Linked DNA regions of Sus scrofa: all the other regions are linked to region 4. A link is a contact called in public HiChIP or PLAC-seq and promoter capture Hi-C data. All regions are on one chromosome and are shown on one strand. Each heading gives the region's core, a stretch centred on a gene start, on an enhancer-like site or on the middle of the called end of the contact. The rest is flanking DNA. Distances are from core to core; before and after follow the strand shown. Region 1 overlaps ZBTB20 (zinc finger and BTB domain-containing protein 20). Region 2 holds the start of TIGIT (T-cell immunoreceptor with Ig and ITIM domains). Region 3 overlaps ZBTB20 (zinc finger and BTB domain-containing protein 20). Region 4 holds the start of ZBTB20 (zinc finger and BTB domain-containing protein 20).

Region 1 (2,809 bases), core at 277-2,776, 760 kb after region 4:
AAACACAATCAGGAGGGCTCTGCAGATATGTGTCTTAGGGTTACATTAGTTCAGAAATTAATCTGCTCATTAAAGAGCTGGCAAATGCTGTAAATCCCAGGAATTTAAGAATCTGTAGAAGAAAGGAGACACTTCTATACACTCTGAATACATGGTGATTCTTTAGAAGACACTCAGGGTGAAAGTGACCCAGCTATTATGCATTATTGGGGATTTAAACTGTTGATTAAGAGTTAGAAATGGCTGTACTAGAGGCATGGGTGGGTGGTCCTTTAGAAACAGAAAAGGCTGTCAAGCAAAGCCAAGTCAGCCAGAGAACATCTCGGAAAGGCAACGAAGGGCCCTCGGACCTTCCTAGTTTCCCTGATATCTGTATAAATTGTTAGCTATGGCACCGAATCATACTGCTAGTTTATATACTGAAATGATGTGAAATAATTATTCATCCGGGGATATACACTAGTGAAAAAAAAGTACAGTTAACTTTGCTTTTAAAAAGCAAGTTAAAGCTAGTTAAAGCAGGTATTGTTAATATCTTCAGCAGTTCTGTATTTCAAGTTTGAGAATTTGCAAGGTGGGGAGAAGGAAATCCTTTTGGCCCTGCAAGGAAATAATCTCATCCAAGATGTATATAATCTAAATTTAGAAGCACTGACAAACCTAAGCATGCAAAAAGTCACTTTAGGGAGAACGAAGTGATTGCCAAGCAGTATGTCACACACAGTGCCTTGGTGTGGCTGAAACAGTAAATATTTGTTGGCTCTGGGAGCTCTGGCCTTGACTTCTGTCTGCCATCAGGAACAAGTCATACAACTGTGACTCAACCATAATTAGAATATTAGTAATGCCTTAAATCTATCTTGCATACAGTTTCTCTTCTTCGGAATGCTTCGTGCCTTCACATTCTGTTTGTCCTGTAACATCCTTGTGAAGCACAGACATCTTTCTTTTGCACGTGGAATAACTGGTCCACAAAGGAATAACAATTCTTTGTCTTGAAATATGAAATGATTGATAACCATTATATGACACAGCTCATTGTATTATTTTTCACATTATTTCAGGTTCCCCAAGCAAAGGACATATTTTATCTTTCTCATTATTATTTTTAATTGGTTTTCAGAAAAGTTGAGATAAAAACAGAATTTAACAAATATCCCATGGAGATAGTTGATGTTCTCTTTTCTTTCAAGAATAAATTAAGACCTTCTCTGCTTCTCTCTCCTGGCTCTCTCGGCAAATAGTCAAAATCCCATGCCAATTTTCAAATGAATAAGGGTTCATTCTAATAACTGGCTCACAGTCCCCTCTACTAAGGAAACAGCCTTGTAAATTCATGTCTGGAACCTGCCGAAGTTACTTTTGGTTATAAACCTTAACAGTTTGACCTGAAGGTTTTTAAACATGACTAATATGTGACCTGGTTGTGAGTTCAGCAATAAATTTATACCCAGTATGTGAAAGGCCAAAGAGAAAACTAGAGCCTTTTATTCTCTCTGGTGACCTGCACTAAATATTGCATATTTACTTTGTAAATGAGGACACCCAGTGGCCACCAAGTGAAAAGATTCTAAACAATCCCTGACACTGTTTATGCAAATATAAATACCCCTTATCAAAGCTGATTGATAGATATCTCTGTAACATCTGTTACCAAGCAGTTTAGCTTCCCTAAGTTAGGCAAGAGTGGTAGGAATTTGGCCTGATCTTTTTTTTTCCTAATTTACTGTCAACTTTTATTTATTTATTTTTCATTTTATTGTAGTTGCCTTATAATGTGTTAATTTCTGCTGTACAGCAGAGTGATTCAGATATATCTGTATTATTTCTCATATTCTTTCACATTTTGGTTTCTCACACGATATTGAATATAGTTCTCTGTGCTCTACAGTTGGACCTTATTGTTTATCTATCCTATATACACCAATTTGCATCTGCTCATCCCAAACTCCCAATCCTCCCCGACACCTGCAGCCATTAGGTCTGTTCTCTATGTCTGTGAGTCTGTTCTGTTTTGCAGATATGTTCATTTGTGTTGTATTTTAGAGTCCACGTATAAGTGATGTCATATGATATTTGCCTTTTTCTTTCTGACTCACTGCTTAGTATGATTATCTGTAGGTCCATTCATGTTGAGTGAGTAGTATTGTGTGTGTGTGTGTGTGTGTGTACATACACATTTACATATACACCACATCTTTATCCATTCCTCTGCTGAGGGACATTTAAGTTATTTCCATGTCTTTGGCCTGATCTTTTTTTTTTTTTTTTTTTTTTTGCTTTTTAGGGCCACACCTGCTGCATATGGAGGTTCCCAGGCTAGGGGTCGAATCAGAGCTACAGCTGCTGGCCTACACCAGAGCCCCAGCAACGCCAGATCTGAGCTGCATCTGCAACCTGTGCCGCAGCGCACAGCAATGCCGGATCCTTAACCCACTGAGTGAGGCCAGGGATGGAACCCGCAACCTCATATTTCCTAGTCAGATTCGTTTCCGCTGAGCCATGACGGGAACACCGACTCGATCATTTTTATATCACATCACAGATTAGTCATCTCTTCTCACTTTGAGTTACAAGGTGTGGCTCATCTTTAAGTTCCAATGAATCTTCAATGATAGGAGGACTTAATGAGCTGTCTCTTGGGGGAAGTGGAAGCAGAGAGATGAGGACAGTATGGTATGTGTCCAAAATCATTAATGAAGGAGCACAGATTGTGGGAAATACAGTGAACACATGAAAAACCAATTACCTTAGACCCTGAATTCATACTGAACATTGAAAGTCCCAGATGACTGGGAGTATGGTAATA
Region 2 (2,700 bases), core at 136-2,635, 940 kb after region 4:
CCCCAGGATAGAGCTCCAGGCTGAGGTCACCTTCTACAGGGATCCTAAGACTCTCAGTAGAGTGACAAGCCCATGAACCCCAGTCCCAGAACTGAGAGTCAGAAGGGGCATCATAGTTTAATTCATTTGTGCAGAAATGTCACATGCTCCCAGGGGTCCTGCAGCCTGTTAGTTCTGGGACTAGAAACTGGAGTCTCCCACACCACTCCTACGTCCTTTTCATCAAGTGGCCTCTTTACTGGTGGAGATGGGGATGGGACGCTGAGAGAGGAGCCACCATCCAGGAAGGCAGGCCACCCCTCTAGGCGCAATTTCCTGGGAGTAAACCAGGCACATTTCCTTTGTCTTCAGTGCCCTGGCTACCTCCATGCTAATCCTAACTTGAGTGAATCTAAAAGCAGCAAGAGTAGAACTAGCTACCATTTATTTAGCATGTAGTGTGTGCCAGGCAAGAGCTTGTCATTATTGCTAATCCTCACAACGCCCTAGCAAGGTAGGTGTATTATCTGCATTCTGTATAAGTAAAGATCTTTATGATTCTAGACTGTGTAGGTAAGCTTGCCCAGATGGCACAGCTGATGGGTACAGAAGTAAGGATTCAGTCAGCATCTTTCTACTCCAGATCACTGCCTTAGAGGCCCTTAGCCATACTCCAGGCCCCTCTAGCTCTGAGCCACACTGCCTGGCTGGAAATCCTGGCTCTACCGCTTAATAACAATGTGACATTGAGCAAGTCAGTTAACCTCTCTGGGCCTCAGTTCCTTTATCTGTTCAGTGGAGATAATAGCAAAAGGGTCGTTATGAAGATTAAATGAGTTAATATTTGTAAAGCACTTTGAACAGTTGCCCAGCACATAAAAAGTGCTTTATACTTGTGTGTTTGTTAAACAAATAAATTTAATGTTCCCTGATAATCAGGAATAAGGGGCAGACACCCGTGAACTTATTGATATGAACAATCACAGACCCCTTGGCCTAGCACAGTAAAAATGACAATAATAATAAAAATAATAACACTGTTTTTTGAATTCTTTAGTATATACCGGATATTTTGAGAAAAAAATCTCACAGGGATAATCTCATTCAATATCCGTTAACAGCCCTATCGGGCAGAATCATTATCCCCATTGTGCAGAGGAGGAAATTGAGTCTCAAAGAAGTCAAATATCTGGTCCCTGGCCACACGGTTAAGCGACAGGCCAAGTGGGATTCAGACGCTAATTAGTCTGTCTCCAAGGTCCATTGACTTACCCACTGTGCACACAGCCAGTGTAGCGGCCAGAAGGGACCCAGAAACTAGGAGCTCAAAGGGCTGGAGCCTGGCCAGGCAGCGACCCGGGGAAGAGCGCGCTGGCGCGCACTGGCCAAAGACCCGGAAGAGCCGGGTGAGCGCCTTGGGCCGGCGCCCAGCCCTGCCCTCGCCTGAGGTCAGTCTTCTTCGACCGATCAGGGAGGAGACCGGAGGCTGAGCAGTCTGCTCGAGTGGGAATTCGGAGTCCCTGTAGGGCGGCAGGAACCGGGAAGAGGGGGAGAGCCTTCCCTCTCCGCCTCCCCACCAGGCCTGGAGAGCCCCCAGGTGAGCAGTGAACTTCTCACCCCGCCGCGCTGGCGGGGTTCTTGCTGCATTATGGTGCCCTCCGCTGGTCAATCTCGGAACAGCCTCCGTGCCTCAGCTCCTATGCCAGCTTCCTGGCGGAAAAACCTGGGAAGCAAATGGAGGTGGGGGAGCTCATTTATTCGAAATATTTAATCATGTTTTAAAATTAAGAAGAAAAAATATAAATGTAACAGGGTCAGTGTAGTCTCATCTCTCACTTCTTACCCAAGTTAGCAAGAATTTTTGACGCAGAAATTTTCCCCCAGGCTCTTTCTCCAGCTTGCCTAATCATAATCCTCTTGCTTGTTAAAAATACACACTTCTAGACTGGACCACACTTCTAGACTGGACCAAATATCCAAGGGGGTGGCCTTGGAATATGTATTTTAACGGGACCCCCAGACAATGAATAGAATCAAACTAATTGAGGAAGCTCTGTTCTGGATGGCCCTGGTGCCCTCATAATACACCTGTCAATGCTACCTTTGCTGGGGAAGCCCTTGTCCTCACAAGGCCTGGAAGACTTGCAATGCCCTTTACAAGGAGAGGGCACTCAAGAGACACCTGACCTCAGAGTCTGCACTGCCCCCAGCTATGGGAACTTGGTTCCATCGTGCAGCCTCTCTATGGCTCTGATTCCTCCTTTGTAAAATGAAGTCAGTTCCCTACACTCACTGACTTATTGAATTAATGAGAACCTCCAAGAAATTGCTGGATGCTGAAGCATAGCTAGGCAAGTGTGCAGCTCTCAGTGGTGGGCTTGTTTATTATTTTTTTATTTTTCAGGGCCGCACCTGCAGCACTTGGAAGTTCCCCGGGGCCAGGGGTCAAATGCGAGCTGTACCCTACAGCATCAGCAACACCAGATCCAAGCTGCATCTACAACCTGAGCCACAACTTGCGGCATTACCAGATCCTTAACCCACTGAGGGAAGCCAGGGATCAAACCCATATCCTTGGAGACACTATGTCGGGTTCTTAACCCTCAGAGCCACAATGGGAACTCCTCAGTGGTGGCCTTGGAGTCAGTTCCTAATGGCTAGTGAGAGAGGATTGGCCAAATCTGAGGAATTTTTTAAGCCAGTTGTTAATCCTGTGGTGTA
Region 3 (2,700 bases), core at 107-2,606, 740 kb after region 4:
AGCCACATGTGAGCAGAAAGATGTGTCAGGAGGGCGATACAGTAAAATCCAAATGTTGAAGAAGGGATTGCTCACCCTAGATTCTTTCTGCCTTTGCTACAATTACCATCCATTTGCCCCTGACCTGATCTAGATATTAAAAAGGTTACTAAGATAAAGGAAGTACCTCCTTATAGCTGAAATGATGAAAACCACAGAACTGACACTCTGTGAAAGAGCTACCATCACGGGGCACTCCGTGTGCCAGCACTGTGCCACTCTCTTATAGGAATTATCTCATGTAATCCTCACATCAGCCCTTAGAACTTACCTTTTAAGGTAAGTTCTATTATTTCCATTTTATGGATGAAAAAACTGAGGCCCAGAGAAGCAAAGGAATGTCCCTAGGGCACACAGCTACTGGATGGTGTACCTCAGGTCTACCACCAACCTCCACTGGGGTATTTTGGTACCACCTCCCCTATGCCCCCCTCCCCAAGCCTCTTCCATGCACCACTGGGAAAGAGAGAAAGGAAATGGTTACCAAGCCAAAAAAAATCAGGGCGGGGGCACAGAGGAGGGGTTGATGAGGAGGGTCATGGGTCAAAGTTGTCATGATCCAATGACTGTTTATCAAAAGGAGGTTCTGACTAATTCTTTTCCATCCAGCCAGGCTGATAAGTGAAAGGCACATTAATGTGCAGGAAAGGGTGGGAACTGAGCGAGAAGAGAAAACTGGGAGAGGGAGACAGAAGAGAATACTCTCCTCTCAGCAGCCCCTAGAGACTGATGAGAACTCGCACAGATAAAATATTTATTTTCCATATGTTGCAGCAAGCATTGCCATCACTGTATGTGTGCAATATGTGCAAAGACGTGTGAAATCTATACATCAAATGCCACCGATCTAGTTAATTTCCATGTATTTAACATGCTTAATACCTCCCATCTCCTCAATATGTTTTCATGTATATTTCTTTCCCCATACAATATGGTCTGGTAAGGAGAGAGCCAACATCATCCACAACCTTACTCACTGCTATGTTTCAGCCCAAAACGTGTTGCCAGGGCCAGCATGATGAGAGTTAAAAACCAGTAGATCCTGCTGGCTAACTCAGCTGCCCTGTCACCTTAAAACACCTCCCTAGTTTGTGAAGCAGCCTTTTTCTCATAACAGAAAGGTTTGCAGTGGGGAGATGAAAATGTTTTTGTTCTCTTTGGACAATTGGGAGATAGTCAGAAGGTCAGAACTGACCGTTGAAAGGCAGGTGCCTACGGCCACACTTTTTCTTTTTCTTTTTTTTTTTTTTTTGAATGCAGAGCTCCACCAGTGTGGCGGGAGGAAGTGCACAATGATTGGTCTGTTTCTCTGTGGAAGTGTTCAGGGTACACCCAGTTTTGCTTTGCATATATTTACGAAACATCTGCCCTTTTCTTGTTCTTAAATCCTTCCCCCTCACCAGCCCCCTTTCCCCTTTCTCCCAGTTTCTTTCTTTGTTGTCGTTGGCTCGTCTAACTTTTTCATTGGAGCTTTCATTTTCCGGTTGAGGGGCGACTTCATCAGAGTGTATAATTTTAACATTGAGGGAGAGAGGTTGGGAGGGAGAGAGGGTGAGAGAGAGAGAGATTGAGAAGAAGAGAGAGAGAAACTGAAAAGAAAGAAAGAGGCTAAGCGGCCAGAGCTTGGCAAACCAACCTTTGGCATGGTGACCAGGAGGAAGGTTCTGGTCTGGTGAGGAGTTCGCCTGACAAGCTGCCTGGAGTCATCCGGTGTGCTGCTGCCCTCTAAAGGCTCCAGGGGATAATGCACAGCCACCGGGGCTGGGAGAGACTTGCCCTCAGATGTGCCATGTTTATATAATTCTTTTACACAACCAAAGAAGGTTATTTGCAACTAATTACTACATGAGTTACTTTTTCCTCCTTAATAAACTACGAACTGCAAAAATAGGGTCAAAACGACATCTGTGCATGTCTAGACTTAGATTGTTGTTGTCTTAGTGTTTCCCAGCTCTGGAAAAAGGGAGTCTAGAATTATTGGAGAAGAGTGAGGTGGGAAAGGAATTGTTTCTAAGGAGAGTGAGTGGATCTCTGTTATCTGTGCAGGAGTATAAGTGAATGACACTAGGCAAACAGAGGGGTGAGGCCAAAGGGTTGAGGCTTCAGTATTTTCTACACATAGAAGTGGTTGCAATGCCTCTATGCTATGTTCTCCAGAGGTGACCCTTGAGACAACAAACAGGAGGGTATGGTGCCCGACTCATGTAGGAAGCAGAATCAAATCTATGGAGGGAAGCAAGGCCATTGATAAAAAGAACAATGCAACTTTTGCAAAGTTAAAAGAGCAATGTTGGTGAGTTGGCCATGTACTCTTGTTTGAAAGAGACATTCCTTAATTCCCTGAAACACACAGCTGAAGGCTTTGTCCATGAGCATCTTAAATATTTTTTCTAAGTGATATCTGTCACTAGTGTTTCATCCTGATATTTAAATGACTCATGAGGACCAGCCTAGCTTTAGTGAGCAAAATGGTCCTACTCTGATCAGATGCCCTTCATGGGTTCAGAGGAAAAACAGCCAATCAAGGTAGATTTCACTGCTGCATAAGGAGTAGGAGACTTAATTGGGATTCAGACTATAGCTATTCTCGAAATAAACTTTCATTTCAACTCAATTTCATTCCATCAACAAACCTATATTGAATGACAGCTTTGTCTAAGC
Region 4 (2,700 bases), core at 120-2,619:
ATGAAGTCTCTTATTTTGTGATAAATTATTTCTGAATTCCCTAATTATGGCAATTTTTTATTCTGCAGATTTATTTATTTATTTATTTTTTCATTTAGTCCTTTTTAGGAATCTTTCCTGAGCTTCCTGCCGGCTTTAAGCTTCATTCTTTTTTTTTTTTTTTTTTTTTCCCCCTAATGCCTGGGTACTGGACCAACTCTTGGTAAGAATATGTCTCTGGGAAGTGCTATGTTGAGTGACAAATGGATGAGGATGAAGGTTTTACTGAAGCATCTGACCCGCATTTAATTTTCCGTGTTGCTTTATTTGTTCCTTCGGTTTACCCCTCAGGATATTCAATTTTGTAGGCTCCGGTTGGGTCGTAGGTACTTCAGGCGTTTAGTAATCTGCTTTTCCCGCTAGAATAATATCCTCATTTATATTAAGGGCAGCTTACTCCAAACTGTTTTACATAGTATTTTTCTAAACCTCCTGAACGAACACATTTTCCCATTGAGCACTGGCACTGCTTCAGCGGCCTCTGGTGACCTCCCGGCTTGGCAACCTGCACCCCACTCCTCAGGAATCAAGCCTGACCCAGCGTGGCCTTGAGCGCCGCCGCCTCGGCAGACCCTCTCTCCCGTTTTCTCTCACACCGCCCCTCATCCATATTTCTCCTGCCGCCTCAGCTGTCGGCGACAGAGACACCCCGCTTCTCGCCTCCCGTGGCTACCCCCCCGCCAGCCTGCCGCGCCAGACAGCGGGTAACCGCCGCCTCCGCTGGGGCATCCCGGCTCCATAGGCCTAGAGCGCTCCAGACACCTGCCTCTCACTGGCCAACGCCGCTGCCCCTCACGCGGCAGCCCCCTCGGCAATTGGCCCCCGGCCGTCCCTCGTCATCTTCGTCCTCGTCTCGAGTCCCGCCTCCGTCGCCGGGTCATTTAAGTTTATCACAAATAAATAAATAAAGGAGGAAATAGAAATGCGTAGAAAGTAAAAGCAGGCGGGAGGGGGCAGGGGCGTGGAGAAAAAAAGGAGGATCGGAGGAGTAGACAACCACACTTGATCGTGTTTGTGTTGACCAATCATGGCTCACTCCAGTCCGGTCTGACGGGCTCTCTCAACCAATAGAATCCCATCTCTCGGATCACTGAACAACGAGATATGACTGACCTCTCCAGAGTGGGCGAATGTGCGGCAGAGGTGGGGGGGAAGTGGGAAGATTGCTGACCAATTGCCTGTTAACAGTTCTCTGAGCGAAGTTTCCGTGCCCCAATGGGTGTCTGAGATAGCGGATTGGGCCTTTTCTAGTCCAATCGAAGGTGGTAGAGATGAGGGAAGAGGCAATGGGGGCGGGGACAGGTGAGGGGAGGAGGAAGAGTGTATTTTGTTTATGGGCGGCAACTTCACGAGGGGCGTCCCATTCTTATTGGCTCACTGAAGCCAAGAGTGGCATTAGGGAAACCGAATAGTAGGAAAAGATAGAGGGTTCGCGGCGTGAGGCGGCCAATGTGGGCTTTTTGCCGAAGAAGTAGGGGCGGGGGAAGTTTAGGAGTTGAGGAAAGAAGATTAAAGAGCGCGAGGAGGTAACGCCAAAAACTCTAATTTGTTGTGGGGCTGGCGGGCGGGAGGGAGGGGTGTGTGCATGCCGTGGGGGACCAGGCGTCTGCGAGGCGCTAGGAGTTGGGGGTGGCGGGACGGGAAAGGAGGGGCGCGGGGTGGGGTTGGGGGAGCGAGTTAGAGTGGCGAGCTCGCGGGCCGTTGGCGGGCCAAGCGAACGCCCCCTCCCCCAGGCGTCCCCCCTCCGCGCCCCCTTCCCCCGGGCGCCCCTCCTCGCTCCAAGCGGCTGCGGCGGCCTCGCCCGACCAGGCGCGGAGGGAGGGAGCGCGGGAGGGTCCGGGGTCCTAGGGCGGGCGGGGCGTCCCGCAGCTGGAAACGTGTCTTCTGCCTTCTTCTCTCTACTCCCCGCGCCTGGAGCTGCCGCTTCCAAGAAGAGGAGCTGAGGGGGACTAGCCGGGGCTCAGGAGCTGCTAGAGGCGCCCGCTTGTCTTCCGTCCCCTCCCTCCTCGCCCTTCCCCACTTGCCGTGGCTCTGGCGGTCTCTGGAGCGTCTTCAGAGAACTGGGGGGCGGGAGGGGTCCTGGCCCCAGAGCCGCTGGACGCCCCTCAAGACGCGGGAGCTACCGGCCGCCGCCTGCTTCGCTGCTGCGACTGTAGAGGAGGGGGCTTGGGAAGGGAAGACACACCTTTCCTTCTTTCTCTCTTCCTTTGGGCCCCTTTGGAAATATTAAAATATGTTTGCTCTTTTTCATAGCTGAGATAAAATGGTTGGATGCTTTTTGAAAGTTTAAAAGAAACGCACTCTCTTTTACATTGTTTAATGCATTTCTGTCCGGGTGGCGTTCTGGTCACCTCCCACCACCCGCCTCATGCCCCGCCCCTCCCGAAGCTGTTATCCTTTTTAAGGATGCTGAAGAGGCAGGAGGAAGGGATTTTCTAAAAGTTATATTGATAAACACACTTGCACAAACATATGCTAGGCACACACATAAACTATAAACATTAGCGAAAAACACAATATGGCGTACAGCTACGCTACCTAGCACGGTAATCCGCTGATCTCTTAACGCTGAACCCAGTTGAATGGGGTCAGTAGCAGGGTGACAGTTTTCCAATAAAAATTTGAATGAACCAGGAAGTAATTAAAGCCTGTTCGTTAAGT

The links. Promoter capture Hi-C pulls out the DNA fragments that hold promoters and counts their contacts. HiChIP or PLAC-seq counts read pairs in DNA pulled down with a chosen protein or histone mark.
Region 1: an H3K27ac HiChIP or PLAC-seq map of skeletal muscle shows a contact between it and region 4, with 9 times the contacts expected there. The contact joins the enhancer-like site here to the promoter of ZBTB20 in region 4. A contact is called at or near these places in 1 of 5 promoter capture datasets (liver), 12 of 47 Hi-C or Micro-C datasets (alveolar macrophages, brain, embryonic fibroblasts and 6 more) and 2 of 2 datasets of contacts at active chromatin or transcription factors (alveolar macrophages and skeletal muscle).
Region 2: a contact with region 4 is called in a promoter capture Hi-C map of fetal skeletal muscle, with 4 times the contacts expected there. The contact joins the promoter of TIGIT here to the promoter of ZBTB20 in region 4. A contact is called at or near these places in 1 of 5 promoter capture datasets (fetal skeletal muscle), 4 of 47 Hi-C or Micro-C datasets (mesenteric adipose tissue, psoas muscle, retroperitoneal adipose tissue and 1 more) and 1 of 2 datasets of contacts at active chromatin or transcription factors (skeletal muscle).
Region 3: a contact with region 4 is called in an H3K27ac HiChIP or PLAC-seq map of skeletal muscle, with 7 times the contacts expected there. The contact joins the enhancer-like site here to the promoter of ZBTB20 in region 4. A contact is called at or near these places in 1 of 5 promoter capture datasets (fetal skeletal muscle), 9 of 47 Hi-C or Micro-C datasets (alveolar macrophages, brain, fetal heart ventricle and 5 more) and 2 of 2 datasets of contacts at active chromatin or transcription factors (alveolar macrophages and skeletal muscle).

Annotation. Positions count from the first base shown.
Region 1 is chr13:145,616,150-145,618,958 of Sscrofa11.1, forward strand. All of the region lies in intron 8 of ZBTB20 (zinc finger and BTB domain-containing protein 20), which reads left to right. Among named protein-coding and RNA genes, the nearest start is that of DRD3, 150 kb to the right of the region's middle. Within about 2 kb of position 1,527, at least 17 of the 83 cell types and tissues checked have an H3K27ac peak or open chromatin away from gene starts, as enhancers often do. A contact at or near this core is called in alveolar macrophages, liver and skeletal muscle, where this site is marked.
Region 2 is chr13:145,797,639-145,800,338 of Sscrofa11.1, forward strand. TIGIT (T-cell immunoreceptor with Ig and ITIM domains) reads right to left here and starts at 1,386. Exons shown (of 7, transcript XM_003358804.4): 1 at 1,252-1,386. The region is part of intron 4 of DRD3 (D(3) dopamine receptor); the gene reads left to right.
Region 3 is chr13:145,594,930-145,597,629 of Sscrofa11.1, forward strand. All of the region lies in intron 6 of ZBTB20 (zinc finger and BTB domain-containing protein 20), which reads left to right. Among named protein-coding and RNA genes, the nearest start is that of DRD3, 170 kb to the right of the region's middle. Within about 2 kb of position 1,357, at least 47 of the 83 cell types and tissues checked have an H3K27ac peak or open chromatin away from gene starts, as enhancers often do. A contact at or near this core is called in alveolar macrophages, brain, fetal skeletal muscle and 4 more, where this site is marked.
Region 4 is chr13:144,854,452-144,857,151 of Sscrofa11.1, forward strand. ZBTB20 (zinc finger and BTB domain-containing protein 20) reads left to right here and starts at 1,370. Exons shown (of 10, transcript XM_021071270.1): 1 at 1,370-1,565.